2 separate regions of the Canis lupus genome follow, and region 2 is linked to region 1. Evidence: chromatin contacts called from public Hi-C data. All regions are on one chromosome and are shown on one strand. The core of a region is the stretch at or near the end of the contact, and the rest is flanking DNA. Distances in the headings are between cores, read along the strand shown.

Region 1 (4,061 bases), core at 1,256-3,755:
TTTGATAGAGTATTTATTTTGCTGCTGCCTGACAAACTTTGTTCTCAGAAGCAGCTTGGAACTGGATGAGGAAAAGTGAAATTTTAGATCCTACCTTAAAACATTTTTAAAAACTAAATCCAGGGTTTCTTATTGTGTGAAGCTTATCTTAATAAACCCTTTTTTGTTTGCTTTGGAGTTGCATGTGTAGTACGTGTGTGCGTGTGTGTGTGTGTGTGTGTGTGTGTAGGTGGGGGAGGAGAAGGAGGAAAGAGTCATGTTTAACAGCAAAATTAGCCAAAATCACTTGTGAATTCCTTTTGTTTAATAGCTTAGAGACATCTTCCTGTTGTTGTTTGTCAAAAATATTTCTAAGATTTTGTAAGCTTAGGGGTTTTCACAGCTAAGCTTTCTTCAGAAATGTGAAGTAAAAGAAATGAAAGAAGTCAGTTCAAGTTGAAATGTCAAATGCTTCAAATAATTTAACTTAAAACCCAGTGAGATGATCTTCTTAAGCCTTTTCCAAAGAATCTTCAGTAAGAGAGGCCCTCCTTCACTCCATGGATGGATATCTATTAAATATCTTGCTGGATTAATTCTGAGTCAGAGAAGTTGGTTGTTCCCTGGAAGCAATTAGAGATGCTTAAAATTCAAATTTATGATCCATACGAGAAACTTAAGTTTCAACTACTTTTCTTAGATTCAAAGACTTTCTCTTTGCTCACCCTCTCTCCTCTTACCCATATGTATTAAAAGAAAAAAATCAGTTCATTTCTCAGCTTACAAAGTTTTTAAGAAACATGAGAATGTGTAAGTTTCTTTCAGTGGGAAGCACATAACATTTATGAAGTATTTCTTTTGGGATTACATCACAGTTTTATTTAATTTTTAGGACAAAAGTTAAATTCAATATTTGTGTATAAGCCAAGGGAAAATGTACCATAAACATAGGAATTTGGGGGTGAGTCAGAGTTCCAAGAATCCCAGATTACTTAGACCATTTATATAGAGACAGGCTAACCATTAGTCACCTAGTTCTCACTTTTTACTTTTGCAATTAACTGCACCTAAAAATTAGCTTTCACCGGAGTAAGTGGTCAGACAGGCAGAGTGGGCTTTGGCAACTGGCATTAAAAATGGCTATCAGAATCACTACCCAATTTGGGGAACACTTTCTAATCATATTACAAGTAGATCTTCTAAATTATTTTTCAACTAGGCAGCTAGCAGTGAAAAACCACTGAAGTGAGTTATTGAAGATTCTCTTGTCACCAAAAAGCACATTGTCTTCATGCATAAGGTTGAACCACTCAAATAGTATCTCAGAGGAGCTTTGTTGAACATTTCTCATTTGCCCTACAACCACAAATAATGTTTTGTTCTTCCCTGACCACTTCTTGCAGGATGAAGTCATTGCTGTTTCTGAAAAGGTAATCGTGAAGCTTGAAGACCTGGTCAAGTGGGTACACTCTGATTTCTCCAAGTGGAGATGTGGCCTCCAGGCTGGGGCCGTGAAGACCACGGCCTTGGGGAGGAATGGACAGAAGGAAGCTTTGCTGAAGTATAGGCAGTCAACACTCAACAGTGGACTCAACTTCAAAGACGTTCTCAAGGAAAAGGCTGACCTTGGTAAATATAATTTGTACTTCCAAATCTCATGTGTGGGTGTAGACAGTAGTAACCTACTTTTTTTTTTTTTCTGGTTGTAGGCCTTTCTGGAAACCCTGTCATATATATAATTTTATATAGACATAAAATTTATTTGACTTCAGAGGGTCTTGGGAATATGTATGGATGGATTGTTGGGGTATGTAAGGGATGGATGCTGGCTGCCGGATTGCAGGGCCTTCTCCTGGTGGGACCCTGAGCCAGGAACCAGGTGATACAACACATGGCCTTAGGCAGCTCCCATTTGGTGTCAAGGCAGAAGACTTAATTAGGGCACCTGAGATTGAATTAATGAAGAGTTTAAATATTTGTTCTGAGGAGATAGTATGACATCTCTTAACACCATGTCAGGATTTCATGTGTTTGTTTACCAAGGCTGGGTGGGAAGCAGAGCGAGGAAGAGAGATGAGTTACTTAGTGTGGAGCAATGTCAAATTGTTTCGCCTCCTAGTCTCAGTTTCCCCATCTGGAAAAGATGGGGACTTTACTGCGTCACTGAAATTTAAGATATAAAGGGTTTAGTTTACCACAGTGATGACTGGCGTATACAAGGGGCTTCCTGATGAATTCTTTTGCTTTTTCTTAACACGTTCTTCTCCAGAGGCTTTCTGTGGCCATTTCTTTTATCCTCTCCCGTCTATTTGTATCTCCCTGTGGTGCTCACTGACTTACTCTCCTAGCGTTGCTTAACACCAAAGTTGTTGACCTCTGAGTTAGACTAGTTATTTCCTCTTTAGGCAAAGAGGAACTTCACTTTTAACATATTAAGGCATCTTTTTCTTTCATTCTAGCACAATGCTGATTTTCATAGCCCTATTTTATGCCTTAATGTGACAACTTCCTGTTTTCTTTAGCCTAGGATTTAACTATTACAACAAACCCAGACTCTTTACTTAATTGGCATAAAGAGACTGCATAACAGCAGTAACTGTCTTTCCTGTGATTCTGATTTGTGATGAGCTGTACTGTGCATTGGGAATCATATTAATATTTTCTTGCAATTTGAGTCAACGACTAACAGTTTCCTGTCATCTTTTGGTAAATGTCAGGCGGTAATATTTTGGACATGGCAGCCTGACTTTTGAAGAAAATTATTAATCTGGTGTTTTATTTTAAAGCCCCCAATTTTTTTTTTTTTTACTAAATTTCCTATATATGCTGTTATATTCCCCAATTTCATGAACACACAATGACTAGTCTCTTGATGTGTGATAATGCTGGATAATACATGTGTTGTATTACTTTTCTAATGTTTGCTCTAAGTTGTATTGCTATTGTCTTATGTTCTCCCTAACATTTAAACATTTCTTTTGTTTGTTTGATTTTTTTTTTTAGTTATGGAATATACTGTTACTAATAAAAAACTAAACAGGAAACCCACGGGGGACAAAAGGATGTGTAGATGGTTAAGCTTGATGTCACACATATAAACAAGAGTATTTATAGCAGACTTGTTTTCTGTTTAAAATTGATAGTTTATTAATGAATCTGAAAAGAAACTCAATCTCTTAATTCTAGCAAAAGATTTAGAGGGTTTGATCTTACTGAATTCTAAAAAAAAGTCCATGATGTACTTTTTAATAATTAATTTCAGAAGAAATTGATTTATAGTGAATATTCAAAGTACTTAGTGGTTTTTAAACCTAGTGTTTGGTAGACTCACTAGGGGAATTTTAAAAATAATACTGATTGCTAAGTCCAGCTTCCCCAGATTGTTCATCCAGTAGGATTAAGGCAAGGCCAAGGAATGTGGCCTGAAAAAAAGACTTCCTAGGTGATTCTGAATTTTTTTTTCAGTCTCATTTGGGAAACAGCAATACAATTAGTGCTGAGAAAGGGAAAATAATCAACAGGAGATTTGATGGGGAGGCTCTCCTCTGGTGAACAAGAAACACCATGTTACTTTTTCCTTCTTTTTTTTTTTTTTAATGTAAAATACCCCTTTAAGGATAGAATTTGGGGCCTTGAAATTCTACTCAGTTGGTATGAACTGTGGGGAATTTGAGACAAATAGCTTTTGTAATTGGAATGCACACTGTGTTGTAATAATGTGGAAAGAGAAACAAAAACTTTCCTTAATGTAATGAGTTTCCATTATCTGCTTGATCTAAGGTTCACAAGCCTACATTGTTAGGATGTATATATTGGGGAGACAGGGGGTGTCACTTGCTGTACACATTCCTGTCCTAGCAACTTTCTCTTCAACCTCTTCCTTTTTGTCTGCAACATCAAAATATTTGTTGTCTGCACTTTTCTTTCTACACAGTGGTTTTCTTATCTCTCTCTCTCTGGGCCACACTGAAACCACTTCCAATACCACATTGTTAATGGAAGTTCACACACTTATTAGGTTTTTCCTTCTGTAGAACACTTCCAACTCCTCATTGTTCTTACCAAAGAAAGAAGATGAACTC
Region 2 (3,821 bases), core at 291-2,790, 47 kb after region 1:
ATTTATGAGACTTAGCATGATCAGTGTTCGTGAAAAGTCATGGCAAATAGTGATTAGTCATTTGGTGTAAGGCACACATTTGGATCTTACATGCTGAGACATTGATGTGAGGAAGTTAATTATTCTGCTATTGATCTGTCCTGTATCACCCCTTAATGGAGGTTAGTCATGAGTGTGGGAGCTTAAAGGTCTCTCAAATGTAAAGGGTTTATACAGATGTTGCATAGTAGGATTGTGGTTCTTGCACTGATGGCACGTGTAAGATGCAACTTGAAAATAAAAAGCCATATATATAGAATATATATATATTCTATATATATGAAAAGGAAACATATATATATATAGAACATATATATGTTCTATATATATAAAGATGGCAGAAATTATTATGATTTTTAAAGCCAGTTGGACTAATGAGGTCAGGTTTTTTTGCCTTTCAATTGTCGTGGCAACCATAGGGGCTGACTGGATCATAGTTCTCATTCCTTGAAGTCAAGACAAAGTTGAGTTTAATGAAGTTCAAATCCACCGTAACAGCCTTACCTGGCCCACTAATAAATAAATAAAGGTGTGAGTTAATCTCTGAGAAAACTTTTGCCACGGTTTTTAGAGTAGGAGGAATTTTGTCTAAGCCCTGGCTCCCTGGCGTTCTCATAGATTCTTTATATTTTCTTCTTCTGATACTGAAAATCATTTATCCTAATGAATAAAGAGAATGGCTAACTATAGCCTAACAATTTGTGAAGGGGAGGCAGGTTAAGGTAGGTCAGGCTTCTTAGAATCCCACTCCAACCGTGGTCACCCCGTTACCCACTTGGCAGTCTGGCCATGTGGTCTCAGGAGTAGAGACACTTATTGCCTAGCCACAGTCACGTGCAGCACTCACATTCAGCTGACATGAGCCATATGGAAGTAGATGCAGAATTCTCAGAATGAAATCTAGAGTGGCTCCTGAATGTGGCTTAGGATTCAGTGACCACTTGGGAGAACCTTGGAGATTGAGCTGGCTTGCTTCCCAGGGGGTTCGTTTGTTACTCAGAGAGATGGCAGTGTTTGGTTTTAGTTTAGCCTGGTATTGTTTTCCTTTTGGAGTGAGGAAGCAACAGTCAGGGCAAGAGCCAATATGAACGTACTAATACATATTTTTATATTTGTGTGTCCATGTAATTTGAAGTGGCTGGCTTTGGGAAACAGCTAGTTAAAAGCCCCGATTTTGCATTTGAAATATTCTTTGTTCTGTTTACAACCATGCACAGAGAGATTTTCCCACATTTTCTTTTTTATAAGTTCTCCAGTGATGTTTTCGTGGCCTATCCTGGGAAGATCTGTCTTTCCATTTATCAAAACAAATGGCAAGCTGGGGACCATTTAAAGTCGTTTTTTTAGTTAATAAAGCCAATCTTCTTGTTCTGTTATGTTAAAAGTACATTATCTTTTTATTGCCAGCTCTCTATGGCTAGGTCTGTTTTCCGTCTTAGCAATCTCAGGGCTGCCCCCATTTGCTTACTGTGTAGAGAATTACAAAATCATCACGGGTGGGGCAGTACCAGCTGACTTACAGTACAAACCATTTCTCAAAATAACCACAACAGTGCAATACTGATGTGTCATTGACGTCACAGTATGTTTTTATGAAATAGTTTGTGGCATTTTCATTTCTATTCCGGATGGAATCTTGTTCTCTCTCCCTTTTAATCAGGCATTTAATTTATTTTTATTATTAATATTTTCCACTCCTTGTCTTGGCATGCCTCCAATTTAACAGCTTTGATGAGGGGGAAAAAAAATAACAACTGACGACCCATCTTCCCCCACCCAACTCTGCAACATCAGTTAACTGCAAATGTGTTTTCCCCTTTGATGTGTATTTACCCCTGGTACCAAGGGTACCTACTGCCTGAGGAGAGATGTAGAAATATGGCGTGATGCGTTACACACTCACACCAACTTGCGATCAGGAATTGATAAAGTTGATGTACAACTTTGGAATCTGAAACACTTTCTACCCATCCAAGCTATGTAGTCATAGGCACTGCTGCATTTTGCTTTTACAAATATCTTTCTGTATAATGTCCTGTAATTAGAACAGGAAATCATTGAGTAACTGTGAGATGAATAAGAGCACTTAGACTGAAAAGAAAATCACCTTCCGAGAAATTATATTCTCTCTCTCTTTTTTCTTTCTCTCTCTCCCCCCCCCCCCTTTTTTTTTTTCTGCGTGTTACAATGTTGGTAATGATAGTAACAGCTGTAGCTGCTCTTATCTGTAGAATTTTCATGCTTAGGTTTTCTGAAATGAAAAAAAAAAATTCCTTTTCAGTAATAATCAAAAGCGAATGGACAGAAAATAGGAAATGCCTAATTATGACAAATATTCAGTGTCACAACAGAGCAGCAATTAAATGGAAACTTCAGTATAATTGTCAATAGCAGTAAGAATTGGACTCATGCCAGGTACATAAAGTTGATGCTTCGCCGTTGGTTGGTTGCTAGGAGCACGGTGAAAAGTAGAAAGCTTTGAGAAAGGAATGCCTAATGTAATAAAGTAACAGAAAGAAGCATAAATCATTGTAAGAGCCTCTCGTATTGACATTATTTTACTTAAATTGTCTCAAAACTAGACATCAAGTTTTATAACATGAGCAAATTCATATTTGCTTGGGGAAAAAAAAAGAACACTGTATGTCGTCTTTGAAGGACTGGGGACTTTGTGTCTCAAGCATAGCCTTCATACATATTTGGAATCTTTTAAGTGAAAATCTTTAAATGTTTGTTTCTATTGGCATCCAAATGCATTTGCCCTAATACGATTAAGAGAACTAAAGGGCAAAATACTTGGCAGATTTTTCAGTTGAGGTAATTAGGTGCAGGAAGGAACATGCATACTTTTTCCACCAGGCTCTATAAAATCCTAGTGCAAAGATTTTTTTTTAAGGTTTTTTTTTTTTTTTTAAGCTTACTGATTTTAGAAGTAGATTATAGTGGTTTTCAGTAAGCATAATAGTGTGATGTTTCCGCAACAAGCCTTCCCTTTCCCCCTCACCCCCCAGAATGAAAAAGAAAGTTACATTTCTAAATGTTGTGTGAAAGATAAAAGCAAATTTCTCCTCCGGAATTTATGTTTTCAGCCTCCTGTGCGTTTGGTCACCATTATCTATTTTTAAAAAAAATAGCATTATGGATATTTGAAAGTCAATGCTCCATTAATTCATTGTGTTTGCTATTTCATGCATCTCTCTTTGTATAAAGACAACTTGAGCAACGTGCTATTCAGAATGAATGCCTGCTCTTACCCTCTCCCCCTCCACCCCTTCCCCATTCCCAGCCCAACTCTGAGGATTAAAGCAATGGTATACAGTTACTGTTTGAAAAGCTTGGGTGGAGTCTCACGTTATAATTACAGTTTCTCTGTGGAATTCTGTTTTGGACTTTGAAAATATATAAATAAGTGAAAAATTGACATTGAGAGAGGTTAACAAAACGTGTAATTATGATATAAGCACAGGATTAGGGTAATTTTGGTTGAGCATTACAAGCAGTGTACTTTAGGTATTAACTTTTAATAGGCAAAATTCTTCTCATTGAAGTTGAAATGAGGTTTAGTAATTTTGGGTCTCTTATTCCCTTTGAATATTTCATTTAAAAATAGGCATATTCAGTTTTTTTTTCTTTTTTGGTGGAGAGGGAATTGAGGAATGGGATGACATTTTAATAGTGTATCATAATATGGCTTAAAAATTTCAGTCTTTGCTAGCAACAATTTATTGCTGATCATTTTCTTTTGACAGAAATCAAGTAATGCCTATATAACCCAACCAACT

What was found. Hi-C and Micro-C count contacts between places; a contact is called where the count stands out from the background.
Region 2: a contact with region 1 is called in a Hi-C map of blood, with 1.8 times the contacts expected there. The contact joins two enhancer-like sites. A contact is called at or near these places in 2 of 9 Hi-C or Micro-C datasets (both in blood).

The regions. Positions count from the first base shown.
Region 1 is chr4:14,688,191-14,692,251 of UU_Cfam_GSD_1.0, forward strand. ARID5B (AT-rich interactive domain-containing protein 5B) reads left to right here. Exons shown (of 10, transcript XM_038534033.1): 3 at 1,383-1,608. Among named protein-coding and RNA genes, the nearest start is that of ARID5B, 31 kb to the left of the region's middle. Within about 2 kb of position 2,506, at least 5 of the 20 cell types and tissues checked have an H3K27ac peak or open chromatin away from gene starts, as enhancers often do. A contact at or near this core is called in blood, where this site is marked.
Region 2 is chr4:14,736,606-14,740,426 of UU_Cfam_GSD_1.0, forward strand. The region is part of intron 3 of ARID5B (AT-rich interactive domain-containing protein 5B); the gene reads left to right. Among named protein-coding and RNA genes, the nearest start is that of ARID5B, 80 kb to the left of the region's middle. Within about 2 kb of position 1,541, at least 4 of the 20 cell types and tissues checked have an H3K27ac peak or open chromatin away from gene starts, as enhancers often do. A contact at or near this core is called in blood, where this site is marked.